6 separate regions of the Mus musculus genome follow, and all the other regions are linked to region 1. The links are chromatin contacts, called in public promoter capture Hi-C maps. All regions are on one chromosome and are shown on one strand. The core of a region is the stretch at or near the end of the contact, and the rest is flanking DNA. Distances in the headings are between cores, read along the strand shown. Region 1 holds the start of Abhd5 (abhydrolase domain containing 5). Region 2 holds the start of 5830454E08Rik (RIKEN cDNA 5830454E08 gene). Region 3 holds the start of Ctnnb1 (catenin (cadherin associated protein), beta 1). Region 4 holds the start of Sacm1l (SAC1 suppressor of actin mutations 1-like (yeast)). Region 5 holds the start of Limd1 (LIM domains containing 1). Region 6 holds the start of Lars2 (leucyl-tRNA synthetase, mitochondrial).

The links. Promoter capture Hi-C pulls out the DNA fragments that hold promoters and counts their contacts.
Region 2: a contact with region 1 is called in a promoter capture Hi-C map of erythroid cells, with 13 times the contacts expected there. The contact joins the promoter of 5830454E08Rik here to the promoter of Abhd5 in region 1. A contact is called at or near these places in 2 of 39 promoter capture datasets (erythroid cells and liver), 1 of 115 datasets of contacts at active chromatin or transcription factors (stem cell-derived neural progenitor cells) and 1 of 9 other capture datasets (adipose tissue).
Region 3: a contact with region 1 is called in a promoter capture Hi-C map of liver, with 3 times the contacts expected there. The contact joins the promoter of Ctnnb1 here to the promoter of Abhd5 in region 1. A contact is called at or near these places in 2 of 39 promoter capture datasets (both in liver).
Region 4: a promoter capture Hi-C map of erythroid cells shows a contact between it and region 1, with 6 times the contacts expected there. The contact joins the promoter of Sacm1l here to the promoter of Abhd5 in region 1. A contact is called at or near these places in 2 of 39 promoter capture datasets (embryonic stem cells and erythroid cells).
Region 5: a contact with region 1 is called in a promoter capture Hi-C map of neural stem cells. The contact joins the promoter of Limd1 here to the promoter of Abhd5 in region 1. A contact is called at or near these places in 3 of 39 promoter capture datasets (hippocampal neurons, liver and neural stem cells).
Region 6: a contact with region 1 is called in a promoter capture Hi-C map of embryonic stem cells, with 2.9 times the contacts expected there. The contact joins the promoter of Lars2 here to the promoter of Abhd5 in region 1. A contact is called at or near these places in 3 of 39 promoter capture datasets (embryonic stem cells, hippocampal neurons and liver).

What each region holds. Positions count from the first base shown.
Region 1 is chr9:122,349,731-122,353,537 of GRCm38.p6, reverse strand. It overlaps Abhd5 (abhydrolase domain containing 5), which reads right to left and starts at 1,922. Exons shown (of 7, transcript NM_026179.2): 1 at 1,699-1,922. The coding sequence starts at 1,751.
Region 2 is chr9:120,575,209-120,579,015 of GRCm38.p6, reverse strand. It overlaps 5830454E08Rik (RIKEN cDNA 5830454E08 gene), which reads right to left and starts at 1,685. Exons shown (of 1, transcript NR_073359.1): 1 at 943-1,685.
Region 3 is chr9:120,931,558-120,935,364 of GRCm38.p6, reverse strand. Ctnnb1 (catenin (cadherin associated protein), beta 1) reads right to left here and starts at 1,965. Exons shown (of 15, transcript NM_007614.3): 1 at 1,727-1,965.
Region 4 is chr9:123,527,952-123,531,758 of GRCm38.p6, reverse strand. Sacm1l (SAC1 suppressor of actin mutations 1-like (yeast)) reads right to left here and starts at 2,006. Exons shown (of 20, transcript NM_030692.5): 1 at 1,838-2,006. The coding sequence starts at 1,869. It overlaps n-TRacg2 (a tRNA gene), which reads left to right and starts at 2,262; the gene lies at 2,262-2,334.
Region 5 is chr9:123,476,947-123,480,753 of GRCm38.p6, reverse strand. Limd1 (LIM domains containing 1) reads right to left here and starts at 2,053. Exons shown (of 8, transcript NM_013860.2): 1 at 133-2,053. The coding sequence starts at 1,516.
Region 6 is chr9:123,365,004-123,368,810 of GRCm38.p6, reverse strand. It overlaps Lars2 (leucyl-tRNA synthetase, mitochondrial), which reads right to left and starts at 1,884. Exons shown (of 21, transcript NM_153168.3): 1 at 1,704-1,884.

The sequences.
Region 1 (3,807 bases), core at 673-3,172:
AACCACAAGGGTTCAATCACCAAGGCTTGGTTCTACTGACTGATCCCAAAGCCTTGCCTCTAGGAACTATCATCACACTGGAGTTCTACTCAGTTCTTCTCAATGAGGATTAAATGCCAACATGTGAAGTCTCTTAGGACATTCAGACCAGACCCAAATTATGGCATCATCTAAACCCAAATGTCTTGAAGAACTTAACTCAAAACGGCAGGCAAATATCCCACGAGTCCCAATCCCATTGAGAAGTAGCAGAAATATGAGGAAAACGCCTTAAAGTTGAATGCAGACACCTAAAGGAGCAGGTTCCAGTTAGCTCTGCTTCTTGGTAGTGGCGGTTCCAAATGAAAATGGGAGTGGTCAGATCTACTCACAGGGGAGACTCTAGGATTATCATGACCACACTGGGGGAGCACCCAGCAAGAACCTAGCCTTCTTTCTGTTTGCATGGTTATCCAGCACTGCTCACGGGTCCTGCCAAAAATACCAGAGAGGTCTACCTCTGACTAGGGACTGTAACCAGTCTTGCCCTCAGTGACCTCCAGCCATCATCAGAGCCATGTCACTCTCACCGTTGTGCTATGGATTCCTGAGCCTCACAGTATCAAGACCAAAAGGGCCCACAAGTTAGAATTCTCAGAGCCAGAAAAATGTCCTGACAAATTTAATAGAAACCCAAGCTACCAGGTCCTAGTTGTACCACATGACACTCTGTATTTCATGTCAATATAACTAGGAAGTTCAACAACAGACCAAAACAGTGGCTCCACTTGTTAATTATCACTTAAACAAAACTTGAAGAGTGTAGTTTCTAGCATTTCAAAAATATTCCTCCCCTAACATCTTTCCAAAATACTTACTTTCACATTACCATAATCTATTTACCCTATGGTTATCTTTCCCATACAAATGTCTCCAAATAGCTGAAGTACAACTGTCAAAATAATTTATAAAGGAGATGTATAGTCCCGTCCATATAAAACAAGTAGCCTTTTGAGAATCAGTGAAATAACTTTCATAGTAATTTAATTTTTCCACCAAGCATTGTTCTACTCACAAGGGCATGACATATCAAAAACAAAAAAGAATAACTTACTATGTCTATGAAGAAGTTGGGTGTGGTGGTTCACACATGTGATCTCAGCACTGGACGGCTGAGGCAAAAGGATTGGGTCTCTGCAGAGTTGAAAAGCTACCCTGGTCTACAGATTTCCAGGCCAGCAAGGGCTACATAGAGTGACTCCGGTTTCCAAAAAAAACAAAACAACAACAACAACAACTTAAGGGCTTCCTTCCTGTTAGGCATCTGCCCTTCAACTTTCACAAAGTTTGCCAGGGCTAGTGAAGCCAGACCGCCGGGTCACGGGAGCGCACGCACGGGGCAGCGGGAGGTGGGACGCAAGCGCCCCAGGCGCACCGGCGGCGATCGGCTGTCCCGCGAGGCTCCGAGTCCGACGCCTTCTCCCACCCTGGCGACGCACGGCTCCCGGCGCGGAGTTCTGAGCTCCGCCGCGCTCGGGATCACCGGGACGGCCGTCAACAGCAGCCGCTTTCCCTCCCCGCAGCCCCGCGGCCCTGACCGGGCCTGTCTGCCCCGACGGGTCGAGAGAGCGGGCGCCCGCGCCTTCCCTCGGCTGGCCGCCCGGGGTCGCCAGAGCGCACGAGACCCACGTCGTCCCCCCCTTCCCGGGTGATCCTCACCCTCCACCGGCGTCTGCCGAGTCCACCTCCTCCTCCGCCGCCATCGCTTTCATCACCGCCGCCGCGCAAGCGCAGGGACACACCTCGAAGCCGGCTGACAGGCCGACTGGGCGGCCCCGGGCCGCGGCCGCCCTTAAGACCGCACCGCCCGCGCATGCGTCGTCCGCCCGCTGGGACGATCCGAGGGCGCGGCCGCGCCACCGCAGGCTCGGCGTCCCAGCGGCCCGGCCTCGCAGACACGCATGCGCTGCCCGCCTGTCGCGCGGAGGCGGGGGCACTGGTAAGGAAGGTCAGCCCGACGCCGCGGGAGCCTAGGTAGTCATCCGTCGGAATAATGACCATTAATGCGTCATTCCGCCCGTGTGGACTGCCCTGGACGGGGCGCTAGGCAAGCCGTAGGTAGCCTGGAGTGAGACCCCAGCCAGAAATAGCCTGAGTGGCAGAAGTGCGCATCCTGTGGTGCTGGACCCTCCAGCCCTTACTTTCAGGTGGTGGCCTCTAGGAACTTGCACTCCACCCTGCCAGACTCTAGACTCCGGAAGGCTGAGAGCTTATGTGTGGGTACTAGAATTACACACACACCACCACCATCACCACCACCACCATCATCATCCCCACAGACCACAGAAGAGAGGGGCGAGGGAGGGAGAGAGGGAGAGCACTTCCTAGAATCCATTCTAAAATGATAGAGGGCTGAGGGCTCATAAAAATATTCTCATGAGCTCGATATGGTGGTCCACACCCTTCAAAAACACTTGGGAGTCAGAGGCAAACACATTTCTGTGAGTTGGATTAGCCTGATTAGCCAGCCAGAGCTACACAGTGAGACCCTGTCTTTAAAATAAATAAATTTAAAGGGGAGAGGGCTCGAGGGATGGCTCAGTGGTTAAGAGTGCATACTGTCCTATAGAAGAGAATGGGTTTGTTTCCAGCATCCATGTGGAGCCCCACAACTGCTTGTAATTCCAGTTCCAGGGGAGCAACACCCTCTTCTGGCCTCAGAGCACCTTAATGTATATGGTGCACATACAGGCAAGGAGGCACACCCTCGAGTGGGATTATTTTAATAATTTTTTTCCTGGTTAAGGGACGTGAGCAAATGCGTGAAAGTGATAAAGAGTAAAGCTCAGTACAGGCAAATGAAAGTCAGCAGCTAGCAAGTAAGTCCAAGACTGCGCTTTAAAAATAGAATTCAGAACTATGGCACTCACTGTGATTAAACAAATAGAGGCATCCTGGTGTTGCATAAGGGATGTTTCCCTTGGCTGGGGGCAGGTTCCTCCGGTCAGGAGAAAGTGTATGAACTAGCCTAGCTCTTTGTGCTTGTGACAAGCTGCCTACAGCTGGAGCTGTGTTGTGCAGGGGCCATCTATGCATTAGTTCCTAGGTTCAATTCCCATCCTGCCCTCTACCCCACACTCCAAAAAATGAAATTCTGAGAATATGTAATAGGTTCTCTTAGTTCAGCCACACCTGGGTGGTACTGATGCCCGGAACTACTCAGGAGCCTGATGTAAGCTAACTGAGTCTCAAATAATTCTAATAAGGCCAAAATATGTGGCATTCCCCCTTTCCCAGAGATCTAACCAAGAGCAGGTGTGTGGATGTGGGTTTGAACAGAAACAGAGGCTCCCACCACCCTCTTGATTTTTTTGAAGGCAAATGGATAATGTAAATATCGTTTGTATTCCCTTCGTTACTTTAGGATTACCTCTCTCCAGTCATCAGCTCCTCAGGAAGGCCAGAGTCCTTCCTGAAGCCTACACTAATATTCTTCCCTGTATTTAAGACCCCATGCATCACTCTCCATTTTAGACCACATTTGCTGCTGTAGAGAAACACCTTGACTAATCATTTACAACAAACAAGTTTTATCCCTCACAGTGCTGGAGACTGTGAGGAAGGCGTCTGTGGTATACAAAGAGGGCCTTGCTGCTTCATCTCATGGCAGAGGGCAAAGAGAGCAAGAAAGGGGCCTAACCCTTCTTTTTATAAGAAACCCCCTCCCCCAGAACTGACTCCCGAGATGAAGGCATTAATTGATCCGTGAAAGTAGCACCTCTGTGGCTCAGATGCTGCCCTTAGGCCTCACCTTTCAATACCACTACA
Region 2 (3,807 bases), core at 436-2,935, 1.8 Mb after region 1:
ATATTTTGCCAAGCTGGTCATTACTATAGCTTGGTGTTCACAGCTGAAGATTGTTGGTAAATCCACCCTGACCTCCCCACCCCCCAGAAACCTGCACATGACCCTCTGTTACCATGACAACAGGCGGGCAGGAAGTCAGCACCAACTTGATTTGTTTACGTGCCATGACCACGGTTCCACCAACACCGGGATGTGTTGGCTGTCATTCACCCTGACTCCACCCATCTGCAGTGTAGGGAATCAACCCCATTTGTTCCTCCCTAGCTTCTTTTCAGGTTCCCAGCACCAAACACCGTGTAGAGCACCTGAGCTCTGAAAAGTCAGTGCTTTACAAACCATATGTCCCTGTCTCTCGAGAAAGCCAGCTCTCTTCAAAGAGTTTGCGTGTTCTGGCTTCCTAGAAAGAACATCTTTATAACTATGGGTCTGACCCCAATGGAGTCACAGAACTAAATGTGAGTCACAAAAGCAACAGCAAACATCTTCTGAGTTTAGTGACCAAAAAACTGATTTAAATCAAGTGCGTAACAAGTCCAAGGTTTTTCCACCCGTGTGGTAACGAGGCCACCTCAGGTGTAAACATGGTGTGTGTGTTCGCATGACAAGAGTTCAAAAAAGAAGACTCAACTCTCAAAAGTGTCTGTGGAAGGCACTCACAAGCCTCAGGTCACAGCAAACCTCGTTCTCAGCCCCTCCCCTCCTCCAGAAGGTTCAGTGAGTAAAGTTACTTGCTGCATAGCCTGACTACCTGGGTTCCATCTCTTGAACCCACACGGTGGAAGAGTTGATGCTTGAAGGTAGTCATGTGACCTCCACACACCCTCTGTGGCACACACGTCTGTATACACACACAAATAAGTGTATGGGAAGTGAAAGAAAATTCGCACACTGAATACTGGTCTCTTGACAATACGACCACAATGAATGAAGCAAACTCTTCAACACGTTTTAGTTTGTTTTAATGGATGAATGTGGTCAATGTCCGCCACACAAACTCAGGTACTCCCAGAGATCCCTGGAAGAACCTGGAGTGATAGGAGGTTGTGAAATACTCCGCAGGGACTCTGGGAACCAAACTTTGTTCCTCTGGAAGAGCAGAAGGTACTCCAACACAAGGTGTAACCCAGGCTGGCCTCAACTCCTGATATTCCTGCTTCTGCCTCTTCAGCATATCCTACTAGCAACGGACACCAGAACCAGCTCAATAATGAACTTCCTAACTTCAGCAGGTGACTCTCGTTTGCAGACACTCACGGGATGTTCTGGCATGGTTCTCCTTTCTTCCACTAGCATCTGCAACGTAAGCCTCACCACTCCCAATATAGCCTCCTGTGGTGCGTGGGTTCCGTATCTCCCACTGTGACACCCCAACCTCCTCGGACATCCCCATCCAAAGTCTTCCTGCCTCCCACGCAGGTCTCCACTCTGCAGACTGCGCGCTTACAAGGCACGAGTGTCTGACGGCGAGGGGACAGAAATGATGCTCCGCGCCCCGGGGACGCCTCCTGGGGCCCAATGCGTCCCTGGGCACGGAGGGGGGGGCAACATCGGATTGTCCACTCGTGGCAGGCTGGGAACGCTGAAGGAAGGTTGCACTTCTGACCCAGCACCGGGCGCAGTAAGTCAACGTCCGACTCGCCCGAACTATCTACAGGGCCAAGCCCCGACCCGGAAGCGCGAGCGCACTCCGGCCGCTCTAGGAGTTCCGGAGGCCTCATCTCGGTGATAACACCGCCCCACCACTTGTCGGTCCAGCGGAGTAGGAGGGGTTTGATGTGGCTCAGGGCGCCTGCGCACTTGCGCAGACTCCCGCGCATCTGCTCTGAAGATCTGAGAGGTGCGCTTTGAGACGTTTGGGTGCGTGCGCATCTGGGCAGCAGGTGGTAAGCGTTGCCCGCTCCGGGCAGAAATTATACAAATTCGCTTGAGCGATCTCTCTGGTACCAATTTTAAATAGCAACATTGATTGGGGAAAAAAAAAAAATCACACCCCCACAAATAAAGATTGGACATCAGTGTGCAGTTTCTCATGCTGATACGGCCGGAAAATTAGCTTAGCCGGTCACTTCTCAGCACCAGGTGGCTCAACTGAGCACCAGAAATCTAACGGCCTCTTCTGGACTGCCTGACCCTGCACTCACAGCATATACCCACAAAGACACAAATCATCCTGAAAAGTATTTTCATAGACTCAGCAGTTAATAACACCTGTTGCTCTTGCAAAGGGCCAAGACTCAATTCTAACAGCCATATGGTGGCTCACAATCCTATTCTAAGGGACCCAACATTCTCAGACACCACAATGAGGCACAGACCTAATATGCTGGCAAAACTCATTTGCATAAAACCCCAAACTTTAAAATGGTAAAGCAGTAAAAATGATAAGGTAGGAAAAGCTTATTTCTTACTGGACACGATGGTACTTATCTGTAATGCTAGCACTACAAAGGCCTAGACAGGAACCAGAAGCCCTACCTCAGACAATGTTCAAGGTGTGTGGTGGTTGATGGCCTATGCTGGAGGCTAAAGCATGAAGTCCCCTGGAGGCGGACAATGGTGGTGCACGCCTTTAATCACAGCACTTGGGAGGCAGAGGCAGGCAGATTTCTGAGTTGAGGCCAGCCTGTTCTACAAAGTGAGTTCCAGGACAGCAAGGGCTATACAGAGAAACCCTGTCTCGAAAACAAAAGACAGACAGACAGACAGACAGACAGGCAGAAAGAAAGAAAGGAAGAAAGAAAGAAGAAAGTCAGTCAGGCCCCTGGAGCTCAGAAGCCAGAAAAGCAAAGTGAGACCTTGTTTCCTGAAAGTTATCAAGTCCACAGCAGTCCCAACGCTAAGAAATCCTTCATAAATACCCCTGAAAACCAATCACCAAATACCTCACTGAAGTAACCATGCTTTTGAAACTGCTGGCTCCCAGGCACTGTTGTCCTTGATTTCAGTCCCCTCCTCCCCTGTCCCCTTACCTCAGGCTATACCAGTAAAGCCAGTTCCAGGTGCTAAGTTCTTAACCACCAGCATTTCAGTGCAAAAGGACTTGGCCCTCCTGCCAGCAGCCAACCTGAGTATACCTAGATATGGGCTCTGTTGCAGAAATCCACTTCCTGCAGTCCTTTAATTCCCAGCCCTGGGAAGAAAACTGCTGCTTCCTGACAAATCACTTGCTAGTTCAAAACAATACCCATTCTACCCCACTCCCGTGTGCAGACCAGGAATCCTGGGTGGCAAGGCTGGAAATGTCAAGATTACAGTTGAGTGTTGTCTACTTTCCCACAAGCCTCAACAGGCCACCTTTCGGACTATCTACAATTCTACCATGTAGAATTCTTGCCGGCAATGCTCTGGGGGGTGTGGGGAGGGTGCTGTTTAATGAAGCCAGACTCTCTTTTTCCTACTAAATTCTGTGGGGTGAATTATCCCAGTCTGTATGCTTTAATCCCTTTCTCAGAATCCCTAAATATGAGCCCATGAACAGGTGGCTTATGAAATATGGGATCACCACCTTCCTGATAGCAGAGTAAGTGCCTAGACACGTGTTTTCAACTTCCTTCCCACTAAGCCAATCAGGACTGGCTAAACTGAAGTACCAGTTTGGGGTTTTTTGATTTTGGTTTTTCGAGGCAGGGTTTCTGTGTACCTCTGGCTGTCCTGGAACTCACTTTGTAGACCAGGCTGGCCGTGAACTCAGAAATCCACCTGCCTCTGCTTCGAGTGCTGGGATTAAAGGCGTGCCGCCACCACACCTGGCCCAGTTTTTGTTTTAATCACATGACCTACCTCAGTTCCAGTTGTCACTTCCCATTC
Region 3 (3,807 bases), core at 716-3,215, 1.4 Mb after region 1:
TACGGTTGGGGTCACCATAACAGTTGAGAAACTATTTTAACAGGTCACAACATCAGGAAGACTGACTGAGAAGCACTGCTCTAGACTATGAGAAATGATCACATGACAGTTAAACTCTATTTCTTCACGCCTGCATTCGATTAAATGTTTCCCTATCTGAAGATAGTCTTTTTACAGACTGTGAGGCCCAGGACTCTGTCCCAGGCAAGCTAAGCTTTCCAGATAGCCTGCTTCCTTAATTAAGGACTTCAGCCTGGGAGGGTTTGTTGTAGAGAAACATCTGCAAGTTTCCAACTTCCTTGCCACCACTAAAGGCCTTGTCCAGACTCGGCCTTGAGGACAAAGGTTAGGTAGGTCACAGAATGACTATCCCCAGTACCATCAACAATGTTGTCCGCTGTGAAAGGGCGTTCTCAAACAAACCTTGGAGGCACTTCATTTTAATTTCGGGGATTTCTGAATGTTTAAGGTGAAAGTGAACTAAATGTAACTGCGGGCCTTAACTCAAAGTTTGAGCCGGACATACAAAACCGAAATACAAAGGCCACAAGCTTAAGCAACATTAAATTAGAACCAAGAAAGCAAGCTCTTTCCCGGGACGAGGAGAGACTGCACTGAGACATCTGCAAACCTCAAGTAAATAGCGAAATGGCTTCCTAAATCCCAGACAAAACGCTTCACAACTTGGCCATGTGAAAAACATGAGGCAGACTTTATCAAAGGCAAAGCTGCCGTCTCCTCAGCTTGCTGTCTGGTCTAAGCCACCATTATTCATGGCACAAAGCTCTCGTTTCACTAAAACCACTCCTCGATTTCCTCTCGCCGACCTCCGCATACCAGCAGCCCAGCCGCTCTCCATTCAGAGCTCAGGCCCCGGGAGGGGGGCTGCGGGGGGCGCGGGGGAGGGGAGCCCACAGATGTCTGGAGACCCGAGCCCGAGACAAAGCTGCCCCGCAGCCAGCGGGCTCACCGGAGCGGGCCTGGGGTACCGAACTTGGGAGCGTCGGTTCCAAGTCTGGTCCCCCAAACAACACTCAGAACAAGTCGCCAGGCTCCCACGCCCTGGCGGTCCGCGCTCCGGCCACTCCGTCTCGCTCAGAAAGCAAACGCGCTGGGGAGAAACACTTGGAGCGGACCCCACACTTACTGGCTAAGGGCAAGTCCCCCTCCCCCAAGCCCAGGTTTCGGATCCCGCGCACCTCCCCCCCCCCCCGCCTCCAACACCAGGAGTGGCCGGTGACTCGTCCACGGTCCCAAATTCCCGCCAGGACCTCGGCCCCGCAGCCACCAACCCCACGCGAGTCCAAGAAGCCACCCTCCGAGAACACGCTCCTGACGCATCCCGCCCGCTGCATCCAAGTTTGGCGACTCCACGGCTTAAAGTTGTTTGGATTCAAACTCACAGTCAGGTCGTTGCAGGGAGAAAAAAAAATTTGTCTGTGCGTGCTCCACGAGGGACAGAGGGGACGAGCGCCAGGTCTCGCGTCCCCCCGGCTCCGCGGGCCACGGAGGCGAGGCCCCCGCCCACCCCGCCCCCGCGGCGGCCCCAGCCCGGACGCGAACCGCGGTCCCCACCCCCCACGGCGGCCAGCCGTCCATCCGGGCTCCCGGCGCGCGCCCGCCCGGCCCCGGCCCCAGCCCGCGCGTCCCCGCGGCCTCCCGCCGCCACCCGGCCCGCGAAGTTTCCCGCTGGCGCGGCGCGAGCCGGCCCGCCGCGGCGCCGCACCTCAGGCCCGCGCGCTGCTCACTCGCGGCCGCCCGCTCGGCCTCGGCCTCCTGCACTGACGGCTCGGCGCCCACCGTGCTCCGTCTCCGCCTCCCCGGGCCGCGGGCTTCACAGGACACGAGCTGACGCGGCCGCCACCGAGCGAGGGCTTAAGATGGCGCCGCACAAGGAGCGATTTATAAGCGGCGCGGCACCGTGTATCCTGCCGCTGCCGCTCCGCGCGGAGCGTTCCGCCGCGCGAGGACGAGGGGCGGGGCGCGGGCGGGCCGGGGAAAGTAGTCCCCGCCAGTCCGAGTCGCTCTGCGCGTGCGCCGCCGGGAGGGGCCGAGCCGGGGCGGGGCGTCCAGACGCCGCTCCATTGGAAACTAAAGGAATCGAGAGCGGGCCGCCGCCGCGGGCCGGGTGGAGTGCGGCCTCGGACGGCGCAGGTTCGAGGCTGCCATCACCGGTGCACCGGCCGCCACACCCCTGAACCACCATTGGACCCCACCACACTTTACCGCTCCCAGGAGTGTCCCGCTTCCCTTCCCGCTGTGCCTCTGGAATCCGGACAGGGAACCTGGGGCCCAGCCACCTTTCCTCCCCACCCCAGGAGGCCTTGGAGTCCCCAAGAGTGTCTGCGAACATCTATTAACAAGTGATTCAGCTCCACCACTGCGTTCACCAGCGTGATTCCTAGAAACCCCATCTTACCCAGACTCACTGGGTCAGTAGAACCAGGCGTGGGGACCAAGGACAGCGATTTTTCTGTATTGTTTGAGAAACTCGAGTGTGTTGCTGAGAGGACCTGTGGGTAACCTCTTAAATTTTCAAAACTAATTTTGTATCCTTCGAGAGCTCCCCCCCCCCCAAATCATGACAATAGGGTGAAGTTGGATCTTCTCTTGGAAATGGCCCCATTGTTGTCCTTCACGATTGGCACTTGTCAAAACTGGAGCAGTTGGGGTGAATTGGCTGTCTCCAGCCTATTATTCTGAGCTCACGTCTCTTCCCAAACAATGGCAACAGGGAAAGTTGCCCCACTGCCTTCTTTCATCCCAGCGCTGTAATTAACGCAAGTAAACAATAGGTCCTTATGTACAGGTACTGGCAGGAAGCCCATGCATCACTGAGGCAGGGCCGGTGCTGTAGGGCCAGCTTAGTTTTTAAATGACTCAATTTTCTATCTTAAAGACATATCACCGTAACTCTGTGAACCACCACAGTCCACCATGCTGGAGCTGCTCAGTGAGGGCCTTTGTCTAGACCTTTCCCCTCTGCAGCTCTGCTCGGATTTCCGGAGAGTAAACTCTGCTGCTGGCTGGGGCTGACTTGGCCTGCCATAACTCAGAGAGATAGAGCAGGAAAAGGTATTTTACCAAAGCCCTACCAGTGGTGGTTGCAGCTACCAACCCCTAATTTTAATTGTCACATGCAGAGTTAAAGAATATTTGGTCGATTCGTTTAAAATTAGATAGCTGACTTCACCTCTGTCCGGGGTTTCCTTTCTTTTCTTTTCTTTTTCTTTTTTTTTTTGGGGGGGGGGGGGGTTCCTTTCTTTTCTTTTTCTTTTTTTTTTCTTTTTGACACTTGCTTCTTTTTCTGTGTCCCAATTTTGCTTCTTTTTTAAAGGGCACACTATTAAAACTCGTTAAGAAGCGCCTGCACCACTGACAAATCTAAAAGATAAAGACAGCCTTGTATTCATATTCCTCTAGCCAGACGCCAAGACAGAGCACATAATTCTGGCATTTTAACCCCAGCGTAGAATTAAAAGTCTCAATCCCTATTGATAATTCAGAGAATATGTTTCAGAGAAAAGGCAGATTTTACCACAACGCAAACACTCCTCTTCCTATCAGTGTAACTCGGCAGGAGACATAACCAGGTGACTGGCCTTGAAACCAGTGAGCTGAATTTTACATTTTCTCTAGATTTCTGTTCACTTCGTTCATGAAACAAGACTATTCCATAATTTTGTCACCAAAAACAGATGACAATTTCTGTGAAATTAAGACAAATATTGTCATTACACCAGAAAGAAACACGTCATCAACATACCTGATGAATAAAGAAACCTGCTGGTTTTATGAGCTAATTTG
Region 4 (3,807 bases), core at 757-3,256, 1.2 Mb before region 1:
AGATTAAAGTCAAGCGCCACCATCAACCAGCAAAGTAACTTCACATATGGCTCTTTTTAGGTATTTTTAAAAGTCCCACCATTCTTAGATAGTTCAGCAACTAATTCAGCCTACAAGTACCTCTAAAACAGAATATTCTTTGCCCATGGGGTATATTTAAAAGTTTAAATAGAATGGCTAAAAAGGGGGGAGGGGTGAAAACAGATTCTAACTCACAAACTCCCTGCTAAAGAAACACTTGCAATCAAGTTCTATCTTCACATTTATAGAAACATCCAAACCCTAAAGACTGATATGAATGTCCATATAACCCCAGACTCATAGTTTCCACTTCATTACAAAACCACCATTTCCACTTCTAAAGGATAAATTCCCTTCTCTTCTGTGTACACATAAAATGGTGTCTGCCTGTAGTGAAGTCTGAACTGGAGAGGATGGTAAGGATGAAGTATGAACACTCTTATTTTTTAATTTTATATATAAAAGAATTATTCACAGAGGTTGAATAACCTGCCCAGGAATCAAGGAGGATGGCTGCCTGTATTGAGGTCTGGCCTGGTGAAACTCAGTGCCTGGGCAGCTCAAAAATAATCTTCCTAATTCTCAAGTTATCCATCTCAATTATTCTTCGATGCAGGAAAACTCAACAATATCCTGTAACCGAAAGCCGAGCTACTTCAAGGCAAGACTCCAAATTGCTTAAACACATCTGAGACCTAGTGTAAGATCATGTTCAGCCCTTCAACAACTATCAGGTGGACAATAACCTAATTTGCCAGTAAAGGACATGTGACTCGGGCCGGACATAGACCAGTAAGTACACTTTGCTTCAACTGTCACCAATAAGGTGATTATTCACTTTACAAAGGAAAACTAATTAAAAGAAATGTGGAAGGAAGGGTGGCGCTGGGCTTTTCAAAGAGAACTGTATGTAGCAAGCAGAAGAGGCATAAAGGGTGAACACAGCAAAACATGAAAAGTGTTGGGCAGATGGCCTCCCTCCAAATTCTGGACTCATAACTTTACACCTTCAGTTATTCATTGGGCGTACCCAAACTACATTTGTTTCCTGCAAACGAACTGGGATGTCTATGTCTAATTAACAGGATAATTTAACTTGGCTTTTCGAAAGTTATATTTGCTTCTGCTACTAAAGGCATTCCCAGACCGTGGTAAATTATTAAAGCGGTTAGGGCGAAGTTATTCACAAACAAGGAGTGTAGGTGCTGAGGGTAACACAAGAGAAATTATCCCCCATCTCCTCTAACCCAGGACGAGCCAAAGAGCTTATAAATGTCTATTTTTTTTTTTTTTTGCACCTCTAAACATCCAGTGGCTGGGCCTCAAAACCTCAAGTCCTGGCTTTGCCAAAACTCAACATTGCTACGCCAAAATAGAGGCGAGCCTACTGTAGCTGTCGACGCAGTCTGTTGGAATAAGCACAGTAAATTCGACCGGCCCTTAGGACATCTGACTAAATTATTGCTGCGCCCTAAGAAGGACCCGTCATTGAGACTCCCAGGCCCAGAAAGCCTGAAACCAAGAGAAAGGTTAGCTCTGCCGGCGGACGTCAGAGCACGCCCGGTGAAAAAGGCCTCTCCCGGAGGCCACCCAGGGAAAGCTGGCTGCAGCCTCCGGTGCTGCGGGCTGCGGCTCGGCTCACCGCGCCAGGTCCAGCGGCGGGCGAGGCTGCGGGACACTGGCCTACGCTGCAGCCAGGCTGGACGGGGAAAGCCCAGCCCGCGAGCTCGGCCGGTGCGGGCCGCACACTCCCGGGCCTCGGCGCCCGCTCGCCCCTCCGCCCTTCCTGTCAGCGGCCGCAGCCCGCGGGACTCACAGCTTCAGATGCTCGTAGGCTGCGGCCGCCATCGTGCAGCTTCCTCCTCTTCGCTCCACCCGCAGTGTAGCCCGCTGCCACCCCGGCTCCGCGGCGACCGCTCCCCAGGCGCGGTGGTCAAGGAGCCTCGGCCTGGCCCCACCCCCTCCCGGGTCCGCCTCTCGGGCGAGCACGGGAGCCGGCGGCGGACAAACCAGTGAGCTGCGAGGCACGCCTCCGATGCGCGGATTGGAGCGGACCAAAGAACGCCGTGACGTCGCCTCTGGGGATTGGTGTAACGCGTTGCAGAGAAAGGCGGAGTCCCGGTAGCTTTGCACTGAGTCGCGACATTCAACAAACCGACCAGACTGAGGTTAGAAGCAGGAAGCATAGTGAAGCTGTGTAATTGGAGATCACTTATCGTGGAGGAGGCCTCCTCAGCACCGGGCCAGTGGCGCAATGGATAACGCGTCTGACTACGGATCAGAAGATTCTAGGTTCGACTCCTGGCTGGCTCGACGTGTGCGATCTTTTTCCTGAACCTTGGAAGGCCTGCTTGAAAAGGATCATAGCTAGATTGTCAAGGTCAAATGTCTTACGTTTTAATGTTGCTTTGCGAAAAAATAATACCTTCTTGGCTGTATTTGAAACCCGGAGTTACCTAAAACGGTTTGCAAGTTTCCTAGCTCCCCTGTTCTTAAAATTGCGCAGGAGTCTGGAAATGTACTCTTACGAAAACACTCTTGAGAGTGGAGGTTTGCAATCAGGGACAGGGACATGCGTGGCCAATGTCTTCCCACCCGATGACGGAAAAATCTCACCGAAAGCTCCTAGCTGGTAGAACACAGACGGCACTGACATGAGAAGGGCGTAGCTTCTGCTCTTCATGATTGGTACAGCGGCCTTGGCTAGCTCCGCTTGCAAAGCCGACCTAGCCTCCACTGCACAAGGAAACCTTAAAAATTCGGGGATTTCGCAGTAAGAGGCCCAGAAAAACGAGTACATGAACATTTTACGTAAGACCTGAGATAGCCAGAAACAGATGTGACGAAGGTGGATCGGGAGCAGGGCTCAGCCTATTCATTAACCAGTCACTCCATGATTAAGTTGTCCTAGAAAACATACCCCACTCCCCAGGAGTTTATTAAAACTGTATCAGATAAAGGAAATTATTGGGGCAGAATTAGACCAAGGACCAAGGGGTGTGGCTCACTCCTGCAGTCCATACTGCTGGATATAGACCAGGCCAAATGGCTGCCTTTGCTTTCCAGAGTACTGGAATTTAAGGTACAAGATACCATACCAGGCTTCTACACTTCTGAGGATTTAGTTTGCTTTTAATGAAGTTATAGTGGGTTGTTTCTCGAGACCGGGTTTCCCTGTGTAGTTTTGACTGTCCTGGAACTTGCTCTGTAACCAGGCTGGCCTCCAACTCAGAGATCCCTGCCTCTGCCTCCTGAATACTGGTGTAAAAGCACGCACCACTACTGCCCAGCTAACAGTATTTTTTGTTTGCTCTTTAATTTTTTGTCTGAGATTTGAGATCATTAATATGCATTGTTGTCAGTTTTAGCACTTAAAAAAAATGAGGGTTTTTTTTTTTTGTTTTGTTGTGTGTTTTGTTTTGAAGGGTGTGTGTGATGTGTGTACGTGCAGAGGGGGGAGGGGAAGAGAAAGAGAGACTGACTGAGGCTGTCTTATATAAGACAGTGGGCCTTTACTTGGCTATGGAAATGGACTTGGAACTCTGATTCAAGCTCCCAAGGTGCTGAGGTTATAAGCAAGCACCACCAACCACACCTGGTTTAAGAGTTCTTGCTTTAAGATGTTCTATTTGGGTGGATAAGTGGACACTTTAAAGGTCCATCTCATAGGCATTTAGATTTTTGGTACATATTTTCAAATTGCTCTGTGGAAAAATTAAAACAATATACCCTCTGTCACCAGAATGTTTCCACACATGCTAATCAACATTAGATATTTATGAATAC
Region 5 (3,807 bases), core at 804-3,303, 1.1 Mb before region 1:
GCTGCTTTCTGCCCGCAGCTGCTTTCAAGTTTCTAAAGGAGCAGAAGTAGCTGAAAGAGGAAGGAGAAATAATAGCATCCTGGTGGGGACACCATCGCTCCACCACAGGCAACTCCAAAGCATCTTACTTACCGAAGTAGTCCGCTTTGGGGTGAGCATCCATCTCTCGCTCCAGACGCTGGGTGAGGGCTTCCAACTTCAATTCCGCAGTGGAGGGTCCAAGCTCAGGGCCCGGTGCGAGGGTCTGGCAGGGCAATCTCACCCTGGAGGGGGTGGGACTCCCTGGGAGCACAGGTTCCAGACTACTGTCAGTGGACCAGCTGGGAGAACTCTCTTTACAAGATAACTCAGATGGAGTGGACATTACCGGATGGACGTTACTGGTGGGGCTGGGCTTGGGACTAGTGCCAGACTCCACGCATCCAAACTTAGGATCCAGCCCGGTGGTCATACCTGGCTGGGTACTGTCCTTGCCAGCTGTCGAGGATAATGGAGCAGAAACTGAGAGGTAAGACTTGGGCCCATCCTGCAGCCAAGGCTGAGTGTCCACAAGGGGTTTGAAGACCCTGCCTGAAGCCTCATATCCCAGACCTGAATCTCTTTTCGGACAAGCTCCTTGGCTGGCGCTGCTAGGGACCATCGGTGCTGAAACAGTTGTGCCCTTGGGTTGAGCGGAGGTCCCATTCTCCAAGCCCATGGAAGAAAAACCGAGGTTCACTCGCTGAGAGGAGGCAGTGGACCAAAGGCCTGTTGGCTTCTCGCTGCTATGGCCACCAATGCCACCGTCCTGGCCACTGATGCCACTTTCAAAAGACCTGCCAGAGCACACTGTGGAGAGCTGTGGCTGGTAAGGGTGATGGTCTCCACAGGATTTGGGCAATGTGGAGTCATTCCCTGGGCAACCAGGCCATCCACTTCCTACACCCAGACTCACGCTGGGGCACCCTTCAGGTTTATCACCCCACTGTGGGCTTGCCAAAGAGAAATTGTCATAATAGTCTCCGTGAGTGAGGCAGGAAGGGTCTTCACAGGAGGGACTCAGGCCGTGTAAAGCAGGTCTCTGGGAACTCACAGGCCCCTCCCTGGAACCACAGTTCTGACTGCCAGGCCTTGCACCATGGGCAGATGGCCTGATCCTCTGCTCCTGAGATGGGTACGAGGGCTGCGCGGCCGCAGTGGTAGTAGCTAATCCAGGTGCCACTGTTGGCACAGCCAGAGGAGGCTTAGCGGCCCCATCTGCAGCCAGCTTGCCGCTCGCACCCTGACGGTTCCCACCGTTGACCGGGCTTCTGCCTGCCCTAGGTAGGGCCTCCTCCTGTAGGAGCTGCTGCTGTTGCTGCTGCTGGAGGTGGATTTTGGCCATCTTGGTCGCGAACACCCTTCGAGTTTCCTCAAATTCTGGGTTGTTGCCAGCACCCTTGTCCACCCGGAAGAGCCCATCCTTGGAGGCCTCATACATGTTCAGGTCCTCGATGAACTTACTGGCCTCAAGGCCCAGATCATCGTATTTATCCATGTTGTAGATCAGTGTCCGGGGCCTAGCCCTGGTTCAAGGTGTGAATGTGGTGGGGGAGATTTGGGTGCTGGCCGAGGTTTCAGGTCCAGCCTAAGGCAGATAAAGATTCCCACCTGCCCAGCAAGAAGGTCATGACTCCAAAACTCACAGTCCAGCCAGAGTTGAGGCCTTCAGGCCAGCGGGGCTAAGTTTACTTTCAGACTTCTTTTCCCCCGGGGAGCGTCCACGTGGGGGCAGAGCAGCCTTCAGCCGTGCCCGGCCTGCTTAGAAAAGTTCTCTTCTCCAAGTCACAAAACCCAAAACAGGCGAAAGAAGACAGAGAACGTCCACAGAAAAAAAGTAAACTCACATCCACGTCGAACAATCGAACTTGCAAACACACCGGGCAGCCCCTGGCCTGGGGCCGGTGGCCGGATCCAGCAGAGCTCACTGCAGCCGCGGCGCGCGGCCCATTGTCCGATGGCGGCGGCCGGCGGCGGGACGCGGAAGTGAGCGCGCGGGTCGTCAGTCCCGGGAGCTCGCTGGCCGGCTGCGCCCGCCCCGGGCCGCGCAGGGGCGCGGGCGGAGGCTCGGAGGGCGGGGCGGGGCGGGGCGGGGCGGAGGCTCGGAGGGCGGGGCGGGGCGGGGCGGGGCGGGGCGGAGGCTCGGAGGGCGGGGCGGGAGCGGGGCGGGGCGGGGCGCCCCCTGCAGGCCAGTGATGCGCACGCCGAGTTTTGGCGTCCCTCTCTGGGCACCGGGAGAGAGTTGCAATTCCCGCAGTACTTTTGCCGCGGACTGTTCAGTTTCCCGCCGCTGCTGGAGAGTCAAGGGTGCGCCAGGCTTCCCTCGGGTCCCCTCGAATGAGAGCATCTGTGTTGGACGTCCTAAGTGTGCCCAGAGAGGCTTGTCGTCCTTACTGGGTTTCTTGAACCCCAAGCAGTTCTCACCACTCCAGGTTGCCATGGCTCTAGATAACACACATAGCTCCTATGAGGTGACTGGGGATAGTTTACGTTTCCCACACAGCCGCCAGCGTGATCTAAAACCAATCCCAGGCCTGTCACTCTTGAACTTGAACCCTCAAGGCTTACTCCGGACTTATTTTGAAATCCCGCCTTCACTTCTACAAACAGGCCTGACTGCCCCGCCTACCCTCCCTCTGATTTGGGACCTTCCCTGCCTGAACTCCCGGTGGATGGAACTTCCTAGTGCCTGCCGAGAGCCTGCTGATCAGCTTCTGGTGTCTCTTCTTTCCTTCCCAGCTAAAATCACCTCCCCGTAAAGTTACCCCCACCCACAACCCCTTTGTTTCCTGCTTGGTTTGAACACTATTTAAATCCAGGGATACTGAAGTCACTGACCTGCAGGCTTTCTCCCATCTAGTTTAAATGTTTCCAGGTCTCTGCTCATACTACCTAATAGATGTAAATGTTATGCAAATAGTTCTCAGCAGTTTTGTTTGGTTTTGTTTTGTTGTCTTTCAGGAATCATGACAAGAAAATGAAATCTGTATGTGTTTAACATAAACACCTTTTCTTTTCCTGAGTATCTTGCCCTTGTTCAGATGTGGAGCTCTAGGTATGGAGGGTCAGCTCCAGCTGTTTATTTGTCTGCATGCCCCTTTTTGGTTGACAGCTAATCAGTTATCCACTTCATTACACCTGTATATGCGCAGGGTTTGGTTGAACATATGTGTCTTGGCAAATCTCTCTAAACTGTGACGAGGAACAAACAAGATAATATATATGGAAGTGCTTATATTCTTATATTCTATAAACACAAAAATGGTTCACTGTCCTGTAGACTCTGAAGGTTCAGGATATTTGTTGAAAATGAAGAGTTCCAGGCTCCAGCCCCAAACTACTAACCCCAGATTTGTGTTTTACGGCATCTGTGGGATGGGAAGACGATTTGCACAATAAAATTTGAAGAGTGAGTACTGCTATAAAGCATTATACTAAAACTAGGTTTTAAAGTTATTTTAGTTTCAAATTATGTGTATATATGGTGTGTGTGTGTGTGTGTGTGTGTGTAGGTGAAAGGGGAAGAGAGAGGTGGGGGAGGAGAGAGGACAGATGTTCTTCTAAGCCAGAGAGAGAATCAGAAACCCCAGAGCTGAAGTCGTAGGTGGCTGTGTGGCGCCCTGTGTAAGTACTGGGAACTGAACTCCAATCCTTTGCAAGGACAGTGTGTGCTCTTTACTGCTGAGCCATCTCTCCAGCCCAGGATTAAATATTTTTATTTTAAAAGAATCTCCTATACCCAGAGCTACAACCCAGTGATAGAACACTCGCTGGGCATACATGAGGGCC
Region 6 (3,807 bases), core at 635-3,134, 1.0 Mb before region 1:
GTTCCAAACTACAATGACAAAAGGTTATACAACTCCATAAAGAGTTCACATATGAGGAAAGAACCCCAAAAACATGTTTAAAATAGGCAAAGATATAAGCATGGAAGTATATCGCAGTGGTAGAACACTTGCTTTGCAAGTCTAAAACTCTGGATTCAATCCACAGCACCAGAAAAGGGGGATTGGTGCCCCAAGTGAGGGATAAGACAGAGGACAAAAGCTAAGAAACATGAAAAAAAAATCAACTTTACAACTAATCAAAGAAATAAATACAATTAAATATCTTGCTTATAGTTTTAATGAAAACAATTATGTGTATACACTATTGGTAGATGCAAATTAAGAACACCTCTGAAGCAATTTGGCAATGTATGTATGCCAGAGGAGTTAAGAAACTGTGATGTCTCACACCTGGAATGCCAGTAGCTTGAGAGGCTGAGGTAGGAGGACTGTCAAGAGTTCCAGTACAACCTGGGCTACCATGAGCTGTAGGGAAGCCTGGGCTATACAGCGAGACTCTGTCTTTAAACAAACAAATAAAGAAGAGGCAGGAAAGATGGCACAGCAGTTAAGAGAGCACACCGCTCTTGTACAGGATCCCCGTTTGGTCCCCAGCACTCACAGTGGGTGACTCACAATGCCTATGATTCCAGCTTCAGGAAGATCTGATGCCTCTGGCCTATATGGGCACCCACACTCACACACACACACAATTAAAAACAAGTCTTAAAACAAAAGCAGATTTGTTAAGAAAATCCAAAGACTAGATATATAAAACAGATGCTCAGCACATCAGTTCAATACCCAGCACCAAAAACAAAATAAAACAAGTAAATACTGTAAATGTGGGGGCTGGAGATATAGCTTAGTGGTAGAGTAATTCCCTGACACTGTTTGAGGCCATTGGTTCCATCCTGAGCAATGCAAAATAAAAAATAAAAATAAACCCCAAACCCTTAGGCATAGGTCCAAGATCACCCTCAGACTCTCCACTAGGGGAAGAGACTAAGAACAAATTGTCTGTGCTCATGCCTATGAATTTACAGAACTTTTAGATTTCAACCATCTTCTGTTCTTTTTTTACTTACTAGGCACAGCTCTGGGCCATTTCAAGTACCTGTCTACTGAAGTCTTAATAGGCATTGCCTCTTCCTGGCATCAAAAGCAGCCATTTTAGCAGAGGTTGGTGTGGATACAAACAAAACGAGTAAGTTAACACACACCTCACCCCAACAAACATGTCTTCTAAAAACACAAATGTCAGCAGACATGTCTTGTAAAATACTAATGTTAAACACACACACACACACACACGCTACTTCTAATTTCCTGCAGGATCTCAGGCAAGTTATTTCGTATCTGGAACTCCACCTTCTCTGTAAGCTGTGAGCCTGTTAAGATCCAGGCGACTTGTGAAGACCTGCGGGTCCTAATTAATACTGTGGGTCCCCCAAAGATGTAGTACTGATGGTCCTTTTCTGGGTCCAAACCCCCAACCCCGAAGAGAAGATCCAGGCACCCGGGGGGAGGTGAGTAGTAGAGGAGAATTCGAATACAAAGCCATGTGAAGATGTGCGTTCTCCGAGCAAGAGTCCGGAGCTGTCAACAGGGTCCATGGCTGAAAGAGCCTATAGACTAGAATCTCGGAGCTTTTCCCATTTTGTCAAACTCCAAGGTCCCGGGACTCCCGAGCCTGTCCGCACCTTCAGCTCCGGGGGCTAAGCGGGGCTTGTCTCTCGTCTTCCTGAGCCCCAGGCGGGGCTTTCTGCGCTCAGGCTCTGTCTGGCCAGCTGCTACCTTCTGCCTCGTTCCCCAAGCATTACACGAGCAAGACCCAGCCAGTCACTCTGGGCGCCGCCATGTTGGCAAAACAACAACTTTATCGAAAGGGGAGGCCGCGGACACAGACAGGAGAGGCGGAGCCAAGAGGGAAAGGCGAGATGCGGGAGAGACAGCGCTGACTCCGCCCCCAAGCTGCTCGCCCAGGGCTGACCCCGCCCAGGCCTCGCCCTCTACGCCTGCTATCGGTACAAATTCTGCTTACCGGATTGTCCCGGTCTTACAATTAGAACAGAAACGAGGGAGATGCTAAAGGATGAAGTGACAGGTGGTTAAAAGAGCTCTGGGGTGGTTCAAGGCCAGGGTTTGAATCTCAGCGTCACAGAAGCTGCTACTGGGCTGGCTTGTCTGACTTTTTGATCCATTATGGGCCTGGTGAGGATTGAAGCACTTTTCATCCATCATATCAGGTGATCTTCTAGCCCCAGGAGGAGAATTACCTAGCCCGGAGTAGAGCGGGGAACAAAATGTACTGACAGGAAAACAAGCTGTCTGACCTCCTTCCTTATGGGGTTAATGTGCCCCATCGCCCAGCACGCACTGCATGGAGCAAGAGCTTCTTGCCTTGTAATAAATCAAGGAATTGCAAAGGAACAATGGTGTAATTACACTCTATCTTTTAAAGGAAGAATCTTTTTAAGGCCACATGTGAGAAGTGTACTGAGATTTGCAAATAGTGCAAAATGGTTGCTATCCAGTAATAGCGGGGGGGTGGGGGGGGAGGGGGGAAACAATGTCTGAGTGCCATCTCTTCCTACAGGGCTAAAATCAATTGTAGCTTCACAGACAATCCATCCCGTCACTGTATGTATAATCTCCATCTTAGTTTCTGTCCTTACATGGGTCAATGCAGTCCATAAGGAGACCAGCAGGGGTGTACACTCCTACAGAATAAAACTTCATTCTGTGTGCCACCCAGGAAACATAGGAAGCTTTTGTCCATTTCCAAGACTTCAACGACGACAACAAAAACAGTCTCCTGATCATTTAAAGCTCAAAACACCAGGTTGTTCTAGACCAGCATCAAACCTCACCTGGAAACCAATTCTGTGCCACCATTGCCCTGATACAGTTCACACTAGGTTTCCACTGCACTGGCTTCCCATCCCCCACCCCCAGAAGTGCCCTCCTTCAATTTCAGCTGACTCTCCCCATACTCTTTCCCCCCACACAACCCCCTCCCATCCTCACCCACCCCCCCAATCCTCCCATAAAATCTAATCTACCTTCCCAGGTCGGTTCCTATGTCTCCCAAGACCCCTCCTCTTTACATAACCTCTCTGTTTCTAGATTGTAGCTTGATTATCATTTACTTAATGGCTAAAATCCTAAAATCCCCTTATAAGTAAATACATACCATATTTATCTTTCAGATTCTGGGTTACATCACTTGGGGTTTTTTTTTTTTTTTCTAGATCCATCCATTTGCTTGCAAATTTCATGATGTCACTTTTTTTTTTTTTTTTTTTTTTTTTACAGCAAATACTCCATTGTGAAAATGCACCACATTTTCTTTATCCATCCTTCTATTGAGGGACATATGGATTGTTTCCAGTTTCTGGCTACTATGAAAAAAACAACAATGAACATGGTTGAGCAAGTATCCTTGAGGTAGGATAGAACATGCTTTGGGTATAAGCCCAAGAGTGGTACGCTGGGTCTTGAGGTAGATGGATTCCCAATTTTCTGAGAAATCAATATATTGATTTCCATAGTAGCTATACAGGTTTGCACTCCCATGATGGAAGAGGGTTCCCTTGTTCCACATTCTGGCCAACATGAACTGTCACTTGTGTTATTGATCTTAGCCGTTCAGACAGGTATAAGAAGGAAGTAGTTTTGATTTAGCATTTCCTTAAGAGTTTCTCAGCCATTTTAGACTACTCTATTGAGAACTCTCTGTTTAGATCTGTACCTCATTCTTGAATTGAATTGTTGGGTTTTTTTGTTTTTGTTTTTCTTTTATTG